Regions from separate parts of the Mus musculus genome. Here region 2 is linked to region 1. A link is a contact called in public Hi-C data. All regions are on one chromosome and are shown on one strand. The core of a region is the stretch at or near the end of the contact, and the rest is flanking DNA. Distances in the headings are between cores, read along the strand shown.

Evidence for each region. Hi-C and Micro-C count contacts between places; a contact is called where the count stands out from the background.
Region 2: a Hi-C map of liver shows a contact between it and region 1, with 2.3 times the contacts expected there. The contact joins the promoter of Nipal1 here to the enhancer-like site in region 1. A contact is called at or near these places in 1 of 39 promoter capture datasets (cranial neural crest) and 1 of 484 Hi-C or Micro-C datasets (liver).

The regions. Positions count from the first base shown.
Region 1 is chr5:72,409,677-72,414,322 of GRCm38.p6, forward strand. All of the region lies in intron 5 of Corin (corin, serine peptidase), which reads right to left. It also overlaps the pseudogene Gm19560. Among named protein-coding and RNA genes, the nearest start is that of Gm23712, 6.8 kb to the right of the region's middle. Within about 2 kb of position 2,520, at least 23 of the 459 cell types and tissues checked have an H3K27ac peak or open chromatin away from gene starts, as enhancers often do. A contact at or near this core is called in liver, where this site is marked.
Region 2 is chr5:72,645,427-72,650,072 of GRCm38.p6, forward strand. It overlaps Nipal1 (NIPA-like domain containing 1), which reads left to right and starts at 2,370. Exons shown (of 6, transcript NM_001081205.1): 1 at 2,370-2,507. The coding sequence starts at 2,462.

The sequences.
Region 1 (4,646 bases), core at 1,270-3,769:
AAAGGATCATGTACTTATGACCAACTTCAGAGACAGCCTGAAGATGAAGGTTTGAGCTCTGACAGAGGAGTTGGGGAAGATGTACCAGATGTACAGCCTCCACAGCAAAATATCATTCAGGAAAGACTACAAGAATTTACCCAGAAAATGGCAAAAATCAGCCATCTAGAAATGGAACTCAAACAGGCTGCCAAACTATAGAAACCGTGTACAAGGACCTATGCGTCCAGTCTGAGGCTCCCACTTCCAAAGAACAGAATTACAAGGATGATGAATGCTGATTTCTGCTAAGAGGCTTCCATCTTAACTCCTTCTCACCAACAGAAGTCACAGAGGCTCCTGTTTGAGCCATGCCGATACTGTTTTTATAGCTCTGTAACCCAAAACAAAAGTCACCAATGATCTTTGTGCTAATTACCAAAGTGTGATAAGGTTAGACCCTGCCTTAGCAAATTCTCCCAACCCACATCTACAGTTGATTAAATGTTTTTGACTTCAAAAAAAGAGGGAAAACACATATACGCACATAAGTCTAGAATTTGGAATCAAAATGTAGTAGAGACCCACCTTTGAACTTGGGTACCTTTGAAATTTGAGCATCATTTAAAGCCCTGAGCTCAGTAATCAGAAGGGAACAGGTCTAAGGACTAAGCCTGCTTCCCACTGTTGAGAGTTGAGAGAAATGCAGAGAAAACAACAGAGGAGAGAGAAACTAAGCAGAGGGAAAGAGGGAGCCTTCTCTTTGAGTCAAGAGCAGAGTTCACAACTGAGAAGAATGTAACTCAAGAGTAAAGGAATGGACTGTGGTGTGGAGGCTTAGAAACAATTACAGGGAAACACTTTTTGGAAGTAAAGATGGAGGCCGTGCTTTTAAACTTAGGAAAATTGGATAGAGTAGGCTTTCATTGTCAGTACTCACGCATCTGTAAGCATGTATGAGAATTCCCAGGATCAACATAAAAGCCTTGAGAAAAGGAGGCTGAAAAACTCGATCCTGTGGAATACAGATAATTATGGTATCGGTAGAGGCAAAGGAAGGAGTCTAGCATGTAGCCAAGAGGGCTGGGAAGTGGATCACATCAGAATCCAGATGTGATTCTAGAATCTAACGGTAGACGGAATGCTACAGCCAGAGAAGCATCGGGGACAGAGGCCTCCCACACAAGATGAAGAAGCACTTCCTACTTCCTTCCTCAGGCTCTCCTGTCTCTTCTGAGAAGTAACCCTTCAGGGCTGTTTCACAGACTGTAGGAAAGAAGTGCCCGGCTCACACCCAGGCTGTGGACTGTGTACTATGTAATACTTTCCCACTTAAAACAGTGCCAGCTGCCTGGTGCAATAACTGGTGCAATTATTTACTTCTTTTCTGTCCTGTTTTGCAGTCCCAGGTCTCATGTGTAGTAGGCAAAGACTCTATCACCAAGCCACATCCAAGTCCAATAAGCTACTCCTTTGACCATGTCTCTCTCTTTCTCTGAGTAACACCTGTCCCACATCAACCTGTTCTAGCCTATGTCTCCCTCCGATATACCATTGAAACCAACTTCTTGTATAAGGTCGGAGTCTACGCTTAAATATTTATCTCTTCACTGGCCTGTGAAGTCATGAGAAAGAGGCATGTTTTCATTCCTCTCCCAACTGTAATAAAGTTCATGGCACAAAGAGTGTGTCTACCGAACTGAAACGTTTGTATATGCGAAATGCATCGTGGCTTCCAAAGTCATCTGAAATACATCGCCTAGGGTGGTAAAGTGGTTCTACTGTCCAAGTCTGATTATTTGTGTTGTGAAGTTGAGATAAAGATGTTTGAATGGACTTGACATTCTCCAAGTCCCAACAGTTAGGAAGCAAAATCATGTAAGCTCACATGTAAGTCACTGATGCTAAGTCAAGGCTCTTCCAAGAGGTGGCATCTCTGTATAGAAAGAGTGGTTAGGTAATTTAAAACTTTAAGTAATTTAAAGTTATAAACATAAGAAAATCTGAGGTTCTGGGAAAAAAAAAACACATCATTTTATCTAAAGCTGGCCATTGTAATGAAAAGCGCCTGGTCAGCTTTTAATAGTTTCGCGGCACTGCCTACAATCACTGTCAAAACAATGATTCTAAGAATCTCAAAGAAAGCATATGGCATAATCTCTCTGAAATGAACCTGCGATTCAATAGAAATTGAGAGTGGATGTTTTGCCGAGGTCCAGCAACTACAATTAGGGAGTCTGATACGATGGAGTGGTTGCTATCAGCAACGAGAGCTGGACAAAGCAAACATGACACTAGGAAAAAGAGGAGGGAGGTGGAAGAACAAACAGCCGAAGCTCTTTCATGGCAGGGGATCTCTTTAGACTCACAGAAATACCACTTAAAAACTGCTTTCCATTTATGATTACAACCAAGGTAAAGTTGAGGATTAGTTGGAACACTCGGCATGATTGATGGGCCTTGACCCTTAGCCCCACTGAGTTCTCACAACCCGGCTATGGAAACACGCACAAATGTTTATTTTTAAAGCTCTCAAGAACAGTTCCCACAGCATTATCACTCCAGCGCGTTATTTACTTTGCAGGGCCCGGCAACAGAGAGGATAAGACAACCGTGAGCCATGTATGAGAACAAATTGTCCCAGGAATTATGACTGATTTAAGGGCAGCTAAGAGGAGATGAATCGACTTCCCAGAACCGTGTATTAAGAAAGGCAGTTTTTACAGGTTGTAGGCTTTGGCTCACTGTAGTCTGGAGAGACATTTAAGAGTTTTTGTGAGAACGGGGCTGTAGTGGAGGGTAGCATTCAAGGATTACTAATTGACTCCCAAGATGGTGGGACATGCTTTTTGGGGAAGCTGGAACAGGACGGTTGGGGGTGCAGGGGCTGGGATTTTAAATAACCCTGGGATGATCTCTCTCACCCTCAGTTTCTTAATTTATAAAATGAAGATGAAAATACCTCGGGGACTTACTTGAGGCGAAAGGAGCTGACAGCTGTGAAAGCACTCTGGTAAAAAAGACTGAGACTCCAAATATAAAGGGAAAATACTGTATCCATGGACCGGTTATTTCACAAGCCAGTCAGCTTTTCCTCGTGTTCATGTCTGAGGCTAAGCAGGAACCTAATGTGAGCCTGAGTTCACAGTGTCTGTTGCCTGCACAAGCATACGTGTTTCTTCCCTCTTTGTCAAGAAGATCCCCTTTCCAGCAAAATCATCATTCCTCATCCATGCAGTTGGCTCCAAGCTACTCTCCTGTCATTTATCCTACCTCTCTGTAGTTTCTGCATGGCAGCATTTACATGTGTCATTGGTGTTCCTCTCTTTCTTTTCATATGTATTATAGTCTATGTTCAGTATCCCTCAAAAGTCATGAACTGTGATCTGGTGGTGGTGGAGGTGGTGGTGGTAATGGAGGTTGTAGTAGAGGTGGTGGTGGCAGAGGTAGTGGGGGTAGTGGTAGTGCAGATGGTGGTGGTGATGGTGGTGGTGGTGGAGGTGGTAGTGGTAGTCATGGTGATGATTGTGATTGTGAGGATGATGGAATTGAGGAAGAACTGTTTAAAACTTAAACATCTGTCGGGGTTTCTTAAACTCAGTATCACTGAAATTTTGAACCACACAATTCTACAATAGGGACAGTACTTTGTTTATTGAGGGATGTTAATCAGAATGTCAGGTCTCAGTAACGGATTCAATTAGTGATACAACTTCATTTCTACTCAGGTGTAACAACTAAAATGTTGGAAAATCACCTACAGTTAAGTGCAGCATTGCTGGGCCGGAGAGATGGCTCAGCAGTTAGGACAACTGGCTGCTCTTCCTAGAGGACCTGGGTTCCATTCTTAGCACCCACCTGGGAGCTCACAACTGTCTGTAACTCCAGTTCCTGGGGTCTGGCACCCTCACACAGACATGCTTGCAGGCAGAACACCAATGCACATAAAATGAAAGTAAATTGATAATTTTTAATAGAAGCACATTGCATGGGTATAAATTGCTACTATGCTCACTGATTGTATTTGTCAGAGGCCCTAGGGTCTGTATTCTGAATACAACAGGCATTTCGTTTACTCAATGAAAAAAAACATGAGAGAAAGACTGCACTGTGAGATCTGCAAGGTGGTCTTATATGATTTACTCTATAATAAATGCTTTTGTACTTGATGTACAATATATTACTACCACATAAACTTTTTTCAGTAGGTATATAGGTGTGCTAGAAATCATATTCTTATATATACATGAAGATCATTAGGTATCAGTGGCTTCTCCTAGAGCATAAGAATTATAAATATATGTGAGATGTGCCTATTGTTCCATCAAGATTGAGGCACAAGATATTTTTAAATCTAGAAGTGTATTTCATTGAAAAATGACATTTCAGAAAAACATTTAGAAAAAAGTTACATAAAAAAAATAACTGCAACTAAAAACCTACAAAGATTCTGGGACTCTGATTACTTAAGAAAATACTACTCTAGTGAACACATGGCTCTAATTATAACTGTTTCACCATTTTGCCCAAAGTCATCAATCTTTTCATAGATTAGAAGTGCTACAACACTTCCTGATAGCGTTGAACTGATATTCCCAGTGACATCTCAGGGTGACTTAATGAAGAATGGATACTGGTGAGTGGGTGTGTGTGATTTTGACTTTCAA
Region 2 (4,646 bases), core at 1,120-3,619, 240 kb after region 1:
TGACTGGGGGCAGGGCCAATAATAAACTAAAAGCAGTAAGCTAGTGCTATGCCTGACATTCTACAGCTTACCCTCCACCCTGCCTACCAGCCGCTGTCCCCTCTGCCTTGTCCCTACCGCCTGCCAGAGAATGGCAAACTCCCCCCGCCCCCCATAGCATGGCAATGGAGGCTAGAGGCTCCCACAGGAGGCTATCTGCAGACCTGCCCAAGCTACAAGACAGTGTGGCTCTGCCTCCTCCAGCTCTGAGGCAACTCCAGCTTCCATTTTCACAATCATCACTGGGTCTCATGACCTTGCACAAAGCCCAGTGAGTGTGAGTCTACCTTTTAGAGGGTTTCATTTACTGTTGAATTCTAGGTTTTGAGTTATAAAAGGATTTCCCGAAGTCAAGAGTGAGTTCACTGGAGATGTTTAAATGTTATTTTTTTCCTTGAATTAAGTAATACATTCTTGGATAGGGATAACACCTGCCCCCAATTAGTGCACAGGTGACATCCTGTGTGGTAGCCACGTAGCTATTCATCTAGAAATAATGGGTGAGGGGAATTCATGACTGATTTCTGCCTAGGACACACTGGGCTTGGGACAGCAGTGATCTTGAGCAAGTTTTCTTCTTTTTTTTTTCCCCAGAGTGTTTTCTCACATACTTAGAACTGGAATAAATAAGATTTATAACAAAGTACTTCCTGCCAAAACCAGACTGCCATCCCGACGTGCAGGAAAGATGATTCAGAAGATAACAGCGCTGCCTGGGCCTGAGAACCAGAACCCACGTAAAAATGGTATACAACTATAACCCCAGCCTTCCCGCTGATGGGTTTCTGGGGCTTGCTGACTAGCCAGGCTTGGGTTCAGTGACAGGCCCCATCGAGGAAGTAAAGAGTGATAGAGCAGAATACTCAGCGCCCCCTTCTGGCTTCCACAGGCACACCCGCATGTGCACCTGCATACACACGTGTGCATTCGTGTGCAAACAAAGAAAACTCATGAATCTCAAAGGAACATTCTCAAGGCTTTTTTTAAGTGAAGATATAAAGCATAAAGTGGAAAATAACAACAGCTATTATCATTTTGAATGCTTTTAATATAAATTAAACAATTTTTTATAAAGTGCTTAGGGTTAGGGTTTGCCACATTGTAACTGATGTTTGTTAAATAGTAAGAAGTACCTGGGATCAGATTTATTATCATTGCCAGTCTATGGTGAAGACAAAACGTGAAATCTGATGTCCAAAGAAAGCATCTAAGTAGATGTCTACTTCACAAGGCTTCCAATTCAAAACTGGCTTAAACCGTCTTTGCCACTTCCACCTGATCCTGCCCCTCCCCCATTCTTTTTCCACAGGTCATGCCCATAGACAAAAAGTATGCATCTTAAACTACTGACTAATTTGGTTTTAAGTTTTGTCTCATAAACCTGAAAACAAGAAAAGCAAGATGGATCTCTGCAGTGAAACTCTTAGGCAATAAAGTTAATTCTAGCTGTTCGTGAATACCTAGAGCCTATGGGGGTACAGCAGTCAAGCGCAAAGGCACCCCAGAAAAACACACAATCTCGGCTCTTCCGGCTGAGGGCTTCAGCAGTAAGTGTGACCACTTCATGAGGCATAATAAATACCTCGTGACTAAGTTACTTCACCGCTTTCTCTACCTTATCCTTATCCCTCACCTGCAAACTGTAGTTAATAAATTGTGCTGTAAATTGTAATGAGTTGACTCATGCATGTTATGTAGTGTACTGCTGGAATATCATGAACTTCAGCGTGGGAACAGGTCTTCTCAGTTTGGGCATTGCTGATCCCTGAAAAGCTTATTTCATATACGACTGGGCGTGGGGATAAGGCAGCTGGGTGGGTGGAGAGGGAAATGCCTGATTGTTGAAAACAGGTAAGCACGGGTATTGTAAGACAAGGAGGACAACGGCGTGCACGAGAGAGCAGAAGCACCAAGCCTGTTCGAAAAAAATCCCAGAATAAACTTTAGCATGGACTCAGCACAGAACTCCAGCAGACAGCGCCTTGTGCCACAAAAGCCAGTGATGAGAAAGACCCACTGACGTTGGCCAGCACTTCGTCTGCTCCAGGACAACCAGAAGGGGGCCTCGGGACAGCCTCTCCATCACTAAATTCCCCGAGTGACTTCGGCAGCATCCACGCTGTAACCTCATCTCCTCCTGGCAGGTGTTTCTGGACTAAGCACCTGTGCAGCTCCCGGGTCCACCCTGCAGACACCGGTGACTGAAGGAACTTCTGCGGCGATGAGCGAGCGGTGGGCGGAAAATGAGCCTCAAACCACCCCATGCCCCACCCAGTCACTCTCATTGGCTGAGCCTGCCACGGGGGCGGAGGCAGCGCACACCCTTCGCTGACTCCACCGATCCGCCGGAACGAAAGCGGGTCCCGGGACACTGGTGTGTGAGAAACTATTGCTAGCACAGAGGAAGCCCGGTCCCCAGGCCATGGGGGTACAGCTGAGGCTGCCACCCGGAGAGCCCTGCCATGAAGGTGAGTGTCAGTCCCAGCGGTGGGACAGTTGGGTCACTTGGGTAGCTGGGAGCCCAGATGCGAGGTCTCAAAACTAGACTCAGAAAAATGTGCGGATTCTTAACGCGCCGTCTTCTAATCATTTAGTATTCCAGTCGTCCAGTCGGCTGTCCCACCAACGGGACAGTAAATACTTAGCTGAGCCCACTGCACTCCAGACTCTGTGGGGAAGCCCAAGTCGGAGCAGGACAGAAGTGACGCCCACTTAGTCCCCCGGCTGGCTCAATGTTGATTACGTCCTACTGAGTGTGTGGCAGGGAAATTCAGGATGCTTGCTGAGGGCAGATTCCAGGGTTTGATCCAGGAGGAGGTTTCCTGGCTCAGCCTCAACTCCGGAGTACATGGCAGAGGGCGTGCCGGGGATCCCGTGGGCTTCCCACAGTGCTCCCTGAACACACTGTGCCTGAGTCCCACGGAGAGATCGCTCAGGTATGACTTACTGGGCAATCCTTTGAGTAGGGTGACTACTCCAACAGGGAACTGGGAGTGCCCTTTTGTTAGTTCTTCCTCAGGGCTAGACTGGGATTTCCAGCCCACACCTTGCCTGGTAAAACCCCTGGGCCCCACCCCTTGACCTTTGCCAGATGTTCCTCACTTCCACTGGCTTCTTGCAGTCTCTACACAGAAGGTCAGAGAAAACTGAATGGAAGTAAGGGGAAAGGTGGGGCAACCTTGGGAAATGTGCATTGCAAACGAAATTATCGGTTTTTTTTTTAATCCCCACTGGTGTCAGGTCATTTCTAACCTACTTGCTAACGACTCAAAGAAGCTGTCTGGTAAGACCTGTGCCTTACAGTGAGTGCTTCCCAGCCTAATGCTACGACCATGTAACTACAGCTCCTCGTGTTGTAGAGATTCGTGTCCTTGCTTCTTGGCCTTTCCAGCTTATAACTTAACGAGGGAATAGAAAGAAAAGGGGGGAGAGACAGAAGAAGAGAGAGGACTCATCAAATCCCAGCTAGTAAGAAAGGGGAAAGGTGTGTAAAAGAAAATGTGCAACAATTCACAAACTATCCCCACATTGAGACCGGTATCCCTAAGGCAGCTGCATCTAGGGTTGTTTCCTAGACAGTCATGCGCTTAGTGGCAGTTGGTCCCTTTTCTAAATAATTCTGGAGCTGCCAAGTCAGATCGTCACTAATGCACCCTGCCCTTGTTTGTTCAAGGATCTGAGAGCAGATTGCACCCACTCATTTGACCTCTGGATATTTTTCCTGCTTTGCTCATGCATTTAGTAACTACAAGAAGTATTGGAGCTCTGTGTCACCCGATGATTAACCGTGCAGGAAGGTACTGGGAAAGATGGGAGAGGCCAATCTGTAATTTCAGTAGTAGGAGACTAGGTTTTAGGCCTAGTGTATCCACTTGGCTCTCTTTCTTCCTCTCTAAAGTAGGAAGAAATCTTGTTGACAGAGTAGGTAGCACTGGGTTACCTCAGGAAATCTACAGGGCAGAACCCTGGCGGGTCTTAAATGGAGTCTGGTTTTCCTTGATTTGTTTGAGGTGATGAACAAGAATCCTGTGAGCCGAGCACTGGCCTAGGTCCTAAAGGACTGTCATCAGTCTGGCCTTCAATGCTAGCACTCCCAATCTGTTTACTACCCTGATGACAGGACATTCCGAGAAGCAAATGACTTGAGAGTGTAGAGCTGTGACAAAGTCTAACAGTCAATGTACTGAAGCTGGAGGTGGTCTGCAGATTGGGTGGCCCAGATCCTCTAGAGAAAGTTTTTAATCTACCCGAGATCAAAATGATGAGCTAATCATGGAGTCTGAGGATAAAGTCGTTTCATAAGATGCCCCCCAAAAGTTACAGTAGTACTTTGATTTTGACTTTTAAAACCATGACTGAATACTTCAAAAGATCTTATAATCCCAAATTATCACAAAATAAAAAGACAAACTTAAATACTCAAAGTTTTTTTTTTCTAATTTGGTTTCAGTACTATTTGCAAGTGTTCTAACAGAACTCAAATCAACTTCAACAGCCAAAACCGCTTTTATTAGCAGAGGAAACACGGCCCTGGGGAAACCGAATGCCAGACTTAACAGCCATCCCCTGGAACACACATTTTGTGTCAGGGACCGTGGAAGTGATGT